Linked DNA regions of Mus musculus: region 1 is linked to region 2. The links are chromatin contacts, called in public promoter capture Hi-C maps. All regions are on one chromosome and are shown on one strand. Each heading gives the region's core, a stretch centred on a gene start, on an enhancer-like site or on the middle of the called end of the contact. The rest is flanking DNA. Distances are from core to core; before and after follow the strand shown.

Evidence for each region. Promoter capture Hi-C pulls out the DNA fragments that hold promoters and counts their contacts.
Region 1: a contact with region 2 is called in a promoter capture Hi-C map of neutrophils, with 6 times the contacts expected there. The contact joins the enhancer-like site here to the promoter of F930017D23Rik in region 2. A contact is called at or near these places in 12 of 39 promoter capture datasets (the 3T3-L1 cell line, 3T3-L1-derived adipocytes, the C10 cell line and 10 more), 2 of 15 datasets of contacts at CTCF or cohesin (the NIH/3T3 cell line and large pre-B cells), 3 of 484 Hi-C or Micro-C datasets (bone marrow-derived macrophages, macrophages and nephron progenitors), 15 of 115 datasets of contacts at active chromatin or transcription factors (the SCID.adh cell line, bone marrow-derived macrophages, craniofacial prominence and 11 more) and 3 of 9 other capture datasets (adipose tissue, embryonic stem cells and liver).

The regions. Positions count from the first base shown.
Region 1 is chr10:43,853,192-43,857,708 of GRCm38.p6, reverse strand. No RefSeq gene overlaps it. Among named protein-coding and RNA genes, the nearest start is that of 4933404K13Rik, 30 kb to the right of the region's middle. Within about 2 kb of position 1,513, at least 63 of the 459 cell types and tissues checked have an H3K27ac peak or open chromatin away from gene starts, as enhancers often do. A contact at or near this core is called in the HPC-7 cell line, bone marrow-derived macrophages and neutrophils, where this site is marked.
Region 2 is chr10:43,591,422-43,595,765 of GRCm38.p6, reverse strand. F930017D23Rik (RIKEN cDNA F930017D23 gene) reads right to left here and starts at 2,339. Exons shown (of 3, transcript NR_033558.1): 1 at 2,203-2,339.

The DNA.
Region 1 (4,517 bases), core at 264-2,763, 260 kb before region 2:
CTTTGCTGATCGCCTGTAATGATTTAATGGAGAGAAATTCACCAAAGAACTTCTGGTGGTATTCTGGTCGCTTCCACAGTCTCAAAGTGCCAATGAGCAGATCCTCACAGTTTCTTCTGGATCGAGCAGCTACTACTGATTCATGTTTGGTGTTTTACTAGTGGACTGGACTTCTGACAACAAAAATTTTAAAAATAGTTCTGACAAAGAACTATTTCTAAACAGGTCCACAGCCTTGTTTCCTATTACCCTTTCTTTTCCCTACCTCTGGTGGGTGGTGGGCTAGAAGGGAGATCGAAGCATTTTCAAAAACATAAAGTAGGGGTCACCTTGGGCGCTGAGTCGTCAGACACCCCCAAGGTCCCCTAGAGGTCTCTCCACACGATCTTGGGACCACCAGTGAGTGGAACACAACTTCTATCCCAATCCAATCGCATGGGACCTGAGACAGCATTAGGGAAGCAGAAAAGCCAGCCTGGCCAGGGTCACAAATCCCTCCCGATCTCAGAAGACTGTTATTGTTTTTTTGAGGCAAGGTCTCGCTACATAGCTCTGCCTGTCCTGGAACCCATTCATAAACAAGGCTGGCCTTGAACTAACACCTGCTCCTGCCTCCTGAAGGGCTACACTCTTGTAGAAAACTGACCCTTCCCTTTCAGCAGCTAGCAGTTGGCAATAGTTCCTCGGCTAGGGGTGGAACTTCATGCCCATCTCCCTTCTCGTGCTGGATTTGATCTGGCTTGGGCTCGTACAGCCTTGTGTATGCTGTCGGTAGCCACCGTGAGCACATGTGTGCTGTTCTGCTGTGTCCAGGGACACTGTTCCCTTGTTATCACCCCACCACCTCTGGCTCTTAGCAATTTTCCCATTCCCTCTTCCACAATGACCCTGCGCCTCTGGAGGGGGGAGTGGTATACATGTTCCTTGTAGGGCTGAGCTTTCTACAGTCTCTTATCTTCTGCACTGTTAGCCAGTTGTGGGACTCTGTTGATCATTATGATGTTTTAGTACTATGCCAATTTCTCAGAATAATAGTTGAGTGACCCTAACAGGCCCAACCACGGCAAACATGGCCTCCCCTCCTCTCTCCTTGCTAAACCACTAGACTTCCTTATCTAGCCACTTCCTCATTCCTGAAACTGGCCACCAAGACCTGGCTCCTTATCTGGTTACTTCCTCATTCCTGAGGCTGACCACCAAGGTCCAGCTATCAAACTTCCCTGTCTGGCTACATTAACTAACATGTCCACTCAGGACTTACCAACTCATCCTAGCACGGACTTCTTTCTCTTTTTTTCTCCTTAAAAGCCACCCCTGCCAAGTCACCTGCCGCTGTTTCTGTCTGATTCAGATTCAGCCATTGTAGCTCCATCTTGCTTGACAAAGGATCTCTTTGTGTTGAAAACTGGTGTTTGGGCATGATCTGTGCTCCGCGGTCCAGAAGACAGCACTCCTTGATGCGGGGAGGGGTAGGGGGATGTTCAATAGTAATAGGTTCTCTCTATGGCCTATGATCTGTCTGACCACAGGTTCTCAGCCTGATAATAGGCCAGGTATGAGCTCCTCTTTGTGGAGCAAGCCTGAGAGAGTGGTTGGTTACACCCGTGACATCATTAGTGGGCGTGTCTTGTTCAGTCCGATGTTACCGTAGCTCACAGGCTTTACAGCTGGGTATGCTTTCTTTTCTCCTCTGGATAGCCTATAGAAATGAAATTTCTAAGTGTATACCACCTTGATTTCAATAAGATCTGTGATGCAAGTATGTGCTGTCTCCAGCAGCGGTCTTACCATCGGGTTCTAGAGAATGACAAGCAGCACTGGCTATTGCCTGTGATGTCTGGAACCGCACTGGCCAGCAACCCCAAAATAATAATAATAATAATAATAATAATAATAATAATAATAATAATAAATTTTTTGAAGAGCCACTGCCATTTTTATTTGTTAGCCTCTCGTGTCTTGGGTGTACATTGTTGCTCTGCTATAGGAGAAATCTACCTTTCCTATCTTTACTAAATGCATGTATGCAGTTGTACTTTAGGAAGTTTCTACAGATGTAGCTCTCATTGCAACCTGTTGACAGATAGTGAGTGTTATTTATCCCTTCCCAGTTCCCTCTTTCATTCTTCCCTCTTCTCCCCACCCCAATTTATCCCTTCTTGTTCTACAATTCTCTTTTAAACTTTTACACCCGCAGTCTCTGTTTCCTCTGCTGAAAGCCCCTCTCCATGACCTCTTAGTAGTTTCCTGACCTCTGTGGTATTCCAAATGAAACAAACATATCTAAAGAGTCAAAGCTAACATCTACAAATGAGAGAACGCATGCAGCATTTGTCTTTCTGAGCCTGAGTTTACCTTCACTCGCCATATCTGTTTTTAGCTCCGTTTATTTCCCTGCAAATTTCATAATTTAATTTAATATTTTTGAGATGTATCTATTATGTGTTTGAGTGTTTGCCTACACGTATGTGCACTTGTACATATTGTGCCCATGGGGGCCAGAAAAAGGTACTGGACTCCCAAGAACTGGAGTTATACTTGTGAGCTGCCACATGGATGCTGGAAATTTAACCTGTGTCTTCTGGAAGAGCAGCCAATACTCTTAAGTTCTGAGCCATCTCTTCAGCCCCATTTTCATTTTTTGATATCGTAGTAATATTCCATCATATAAATGTACCACATTTTCATCCTCCATCTATCCAACAGTGAATGGACACCTCGGCAGTTTGCACTTCCTGGCTATTATGAACAGAGCAGCAATGGGCACAAACAAGCAAGTGTCTGTAGTAAGATATCAAGAGCATTGAGTAGTATAGTATAGTACAGTACAGTATAAGATAGTATAGACCAGGAACTCGATAACTGAATCATGAGGTAGGTCTCTGTTTAGCTTTTGAGGAGCCACCACACTGATTTTCATGGCAGCTGCACCAGTTTGCATGCCCACTAGCAATGAATAAGAATCTCCTTTCCCCATATCATGCCAATATTTACTGTTTGCTTGTTTTTAATCTTAAGATATTTTGATTGGGAAAAGATGAATACTCAAGACAGTTTTAATGTGCATTTCCTTGATGGCTATGGATAATGAACCTAAAAATCATCTCATTTATTTTTCATATTTTGAGAACTCTGTTTAGTTCCATGCTCCATTTTTATTCTATTGCTTGTCTTTTTATGCTTAATTATTTTATCTCTTTATATATTTTAGATAATAACCTTATGTCTAGTGGATAATTGGTTTAAAAAAATTCCATTCTGTGAACTTTCTCTTTGTTAGTGTGATGGTGTCCTTTTCTATATAGAAACTTTTTAGTTTCATGAGGTACCACTTATTAATTGTTGATCTATATGCCTGCACTATTGGGTTCTTGTTCAGAAAGCCCTTGCCTATGTCAATAAATTTAAGTTTATCCTCTATTTTTGCTCTATCACAATCAGGGTATCAGGTGTTATGTTGAGTCCTTGACCTGTTTGAGTTGAGATTTGTGCAGGATGAGAGATGAGGATTGGGGTTCATTTTTCTACACATATATACAACTTGACCAGAACATTTGTTGAAGATTCTGTCCTTTTTCTAATTTATAGTGTGGGTTTCCAAAGAAATTATCCCATTACTTTTAAATTTGCCCTCAGGCAAGTTCTTAGGACAAGGACAGAAAGCAGCCACATCCTTATTAATAATACAAGGAGAGTCTCTAGTCCAGACCCCCTCTGAAACCTCTTGATGTAGACTGGCTGAGTCTGCATGTTTCTAAGAAGCTGTCTTCTCTACGCTCTCCCTAAGATGGTCCACTAAGCTCTGCTTTCAATCTTCAACCACTTTTCCAGCCTGACACCCCTGATTTATTCATAGTCCTGCAAACCAACATGCTCAGGACCATCAGAGCAATATTCTACTCCCTGGTACTAACTTTTTCTGAGCTGCTTTTCTATTTCTGTGATAAAACATCATGACAAAGGCAATTTATAGAAAAAGTTGACTTGAGAATCACAGTTCCAAAGAGATGAGTTCTCCATCATAGTGACAGGTGTGACAGGTGTGACAGCCAGCAGACAGAGGTGGCCCTGGAGAAGGAACTCACCTCAGTCTACAAGTAAGAAACACACAGAATGGTGTAAGTCTTTTGAACCCCTTAAGCTTGTTCCCAGTGGCATACTTCATGGTCACACTTCCTAATCATCCCCAAACATCCACCAACTGAGGACCAAGTATCTAAATGCCTGAGACTTATGGAGGGCCTCTCATTCAAGCCCTCTGTCTTAGTCAGGGTTTCTATTCCTGGACAAAACATCATGACCAAGAAGCAAGTTGGGGAGAAAAGGGTTTATTTGGCTTACACTTCCATACTGCTGTTCATCACCAAAGGAAGTCAGGACTGGAACTCAAGCAGGTCAGGAAGCAGGAGCTGATACAGAGGCAGTGGAGGGATGTTCTTTACTGGCTTGCCTCCCCTGGTTTGCTCAGCCTGCTCTCTTATAGAACCGAAACTACCAGCCCAGAGATGGCACCACCC
Region 2 (4,344 bases), core at 1,090-3,589:
GTGTGTGTGTGTGTGTGTAGCAGGGCTGTATCGACATTGACATCGACCATACATTCTTTGGAAACCCTTTCTCTAGAGCCCACATAAGGACCACACACCTCAGCACTTCTGCCTGAATCACTGTTTAAATGCACACAGGGCCAGGTGTGGTGTTGCACAAAATAATCCCAGCACTGGAGTCTGGGTAGGACAGTCAGGAGTGCAAGGTCATTTCCAGCTACATATTAAGTTTGGGGTGACCTTTCATTACCTGAGACTCTGTCTCTAACAAGGGACTAGAGATATCGCAGTAATATGATTGCAATGAAAACATAAGGACCTTCAGTGGCAATGGTGGTGGTGGTGGTGGTGGCAATAGTGATGATGTGCTGCTGCTGCTGTGTGTGAGTCTGTGTGTGTGTGTGTGTGTGTGTGTGTGTGTGTGTGTGGTTGGTATTCAAGGAGGACAAAAGAGGGTGTTGGATCTCATAAAACTAGAGTTACCCAATGCATGTGAGCCACATGTGGGTGCTGGGAATGAAATCTGGGTCTTCTGGAAGAGGAGTTTGGAGGTTTGAATAGATTTGGCCCCCACAAACTCGTGTGTTTAAACGTTTAGCCCATGGGGAGTGGCACTATTAGGAAGTGTGGCCTTGTTAGAGGAAGTGCGTCACTGTGGGGGTGGACTCTGAAGTCTCCACCCATGCTCAGGCTCTGCCTAGTGTGAATGAGACATTCCTCCTGACTACCTGTGGAAGACAGTCCCCTTCTGCTGCCTGTGGATCAAGATGAAAAACTCTCAGCTCTTCCAGCACCATGCCTGCCTGCCACTCTGCTTCCCATCATGATGTTAATAAACTGAACCCCTGAAACTGTAAGCCAGTCCCAATTAAAATGTTGTCCTTTACAAGAGTTGCCTTGGTCATGGTGTCTCTTCATAGCAATGGAACCCTAAGACAAATAGCCAGCACACTTGCCCACTGAGCCCAAAATCTGACCTCATGTGACATGTGACAGTCAAAACACAGGAAGACTTAAAATACATCATTGCAGGTGTGATGGCACTTGTCTATAATCCCAGCACTCAGAAGATGGATGCAAACTGGTCAAGCATTCAAGGCCACTCTTGGCTACACAGCAATTCTGAAGCTTATGATGCCTGAGATTCTGTTGCAGTAAGTTAATAAATATCACACACACACACACACACACACACACACACACACACACACACACACTTAGCTTCAGTCTGTGTTTAAAAAATATATATGAAAACAATTTTCTGTTTAGAGGTTGGTATGATCACCAAGATATCCAACCATGTGTATTCAAATATTCCAAAATATAAAATACAACCCCTAAGGTTTTCAGATAAGAGATACACAACCTGTAATAAGTAGATACAAACCCTAATACATACTGATAAGCACAGCAGCAATTGTAAGATCATACAGGGAACCCTCGTTTCCTGATTGCATTTGCACCCGTGTCTCAACAAGTGTTGAGACACTAGCTGTCTTTCATAAGCTCCATGAAACAATTTAAAATTGTTGTACTGTGTTTAATTAGAAAGTCAATTATGTTGATTCATCAGAAGAAATCTCTCCCAAGTCCTCACTAAGTACAGGAGGGTAAAAAACACCAAGTCACTGACTAAAGATGATGGTGTCTCTAGAAATAATAAAAGTGAACTTGTCTTCGTTTTTGTGGGCTCAGCTTAAAAACTCGATGCCCAAGTGTCTGTGAGTTGGAGAGCAAGTTTACGTAAGCTTGGGGAAAGGAAAGCCCATTCTCAATCGTGGAATTGTCTAAGCGGAATGGAATCCTCTCGTATTTATAAACTAGAAAGTACCTGGTCGAGTGAAATCGCTCAAAAGCCCAGAGATGCTTCCAAGAGCCTTGCAACTGGTTGATGGATGCAGACTGGAATCAGGATCTTCTGGAAAGGGTGTCTCCAGCGTTGGACAGGGGTGATTCATGCAAAATCCATACAGCCATTCAAACAAGACCTGCTGTGGTAGGACCACACTTCCTGCTCAGAGGTACCATTCAGCTAAAGAATGTCCTTGATTATTTATTCACCAACTCAAGAGAGCACAACCCTCCGTGGATCTCCATGCCTTCAGGGAAGACATTCCTGCACACAGAGCAGAGCCACAGCACTGCGATGCCCCTTTGGGTAGGAACCAAACTGGGCTGGGAGAAAGTGGCCACCTCACTTACCTCTATTCACGCCCCTGGTGAAAAGGTCTTTGCTGAGCACAAAGATTTGGCCCAGCCCGCAATTGAAATGATGGCAGCATTGCTCGTACCCACGCCCAGCATTTAGTGTCTCAACTTTGCTGTGCTTTAGAATCATCTGCTTAGCTCCTCAAACCTCCGGAGGACTGGGCTCCACCCAGACCTGTTTATCAGAGTCTCCTGGGCAGGGAGAAGTATGAGTATTTTCTCAAGTTTCCCAAGTGGCCCTGCTGTGTGCTGTCATTGAACCCCACTGTTATAGCTGGGGAGGTTCTTCTCTAATGCAAAGAGGTCCTGAGAGACCAGTCATTTAGAAATAGTCCCAACTTCTCTTCAGACCTAATAGACTAGCAGAGGTCTGCCCTTCCTCTTCCCAGCTACCCTGGTAATAGAGTATGAAAGTAATCTATTTCACTTACCATCCATTGCTTACCTACCCTCTGCCATAGCCCAAGAAATGAGGAAGGCAGATTCTTTCAGGGAACAGCAATGTTGACAGAAAAGTCATAACGAATTTTTCTGCCCTAGCAAGAAATAATCCTGCCAGTGTGTCCATTCATTGCAATGGGCCAGATTTCGTACTGAGGCTTTGTGTGTTAACTTGTTTGAGTCTGTACCCACCCCATGAGATAGGTCACATTACTATCAAGCCCATCTGACAGGCAAGACTCCGGGGTAACAGAAACGTTGGGCCCTTTGGCTAAGATCTTTTAGCATTTGGTAGCAGGCAACAAGCTGAAAGCCAACAGAAGCCTGGATCGACCACCCTCACCTTGGTTACATTGGATGGATGCATTGAAGTATCATGAAGCCACAGCCAGGGGTGGTGTCTAATGCCTGAGTTCAAGGCCAACATGGACTGAATACTGTGTTCCAGGATAGCCTTGGGACAGAGAGAACTTGTCTCAACAACAACAACAACAACAAAGAATGTGATCTGAGTTCAGGAGTGGGGTGGATGGACCTGGCAGTAAAGTGCTTGCCTTAGAGGTGGAAGGACCTGAATTTGATCATCACGATCTACATTTAAAATGTTTTTAATTAAAAAAAAAAAAAAAACCCTGATGGTGGTTGGTACTATTTCTAAATGGCTGGTCTCTCAGGAACTCTTCCTTTGATTTAGAGAAGACCTTCCTCTATCTCTAGCAGTGGTGGTACATAATCCACCACGCTTGCAATCCACATGCTGGGAAAGTGGACACAGGTGACTCTCTGGGGAGCAATGGTCAGCTCAGATCAACCCACTCGGCAAGCTCCAGGTAAATAGTGCCTAAGGTTGTACCGTGACCTCCACGAGCATACACACACTTCTCGTGTGCACTTGCACACACAGATACACTTGCATGCATGCCCACACACACACACACACACACACACACACACACACACACACACACCACACACCACACACCAGAGAGAAAAGAAAATGAAAGAGTCACACAGATACGAAAAAGAAGGTATTTGAAGGATGGTAAGCAGTCTGATGTGGCTGAAGATGGGCTGAAACTTGGGACTAGGGTCAGATTGGAAAGGGCCTTAAGCACTGGAAGTGGGGATTCCTGCTCTTGTAGGCAAACGGCAGCCATGGTATTAAACTAAGGAGCGATACTTTGGGGGAAGGGGCAAGGACAGCTAGAAGGAGAGAGATGAGGAGGACTCACAGCTCCCAAAGGTCATGACAGCTAGCGGTGGCAGGGACGGACAGATTGAGAAAAACCACCTAGATGCCTCTCACTTAAATGACAGATTTTTCAGTTCTAGAAGGTTGAGCCACGAGAGAAAGGCATCTCTGGTGTGTGAGCAGTGACTTGGGCGCGGTGGCCTGACTGGAAGAGCCGATGTCTGTGGAGAGGAAGTGTAAACCCATTCTGCAAGTGTGCCTCTCACCAAGCTTCCTTGCTGCCAGTTGCCAAGAGGCGGGACAGCTAAAGTGCCTCAGACCCTTCGCTCTCGGAGACAGTTCCTTTCCCGTCAGAAATCATAAATATGGAAACTTCCTACAGTTTCTCAGATGTAAACTGACTTTAGAACTGAGTTTTAATCTGAAGGGTAATCAAGAAGCAAGCACCCCAAGATGGTGAATTTTGACCATCATACCAAAATTAGAAAAGAAATTCTTTATAC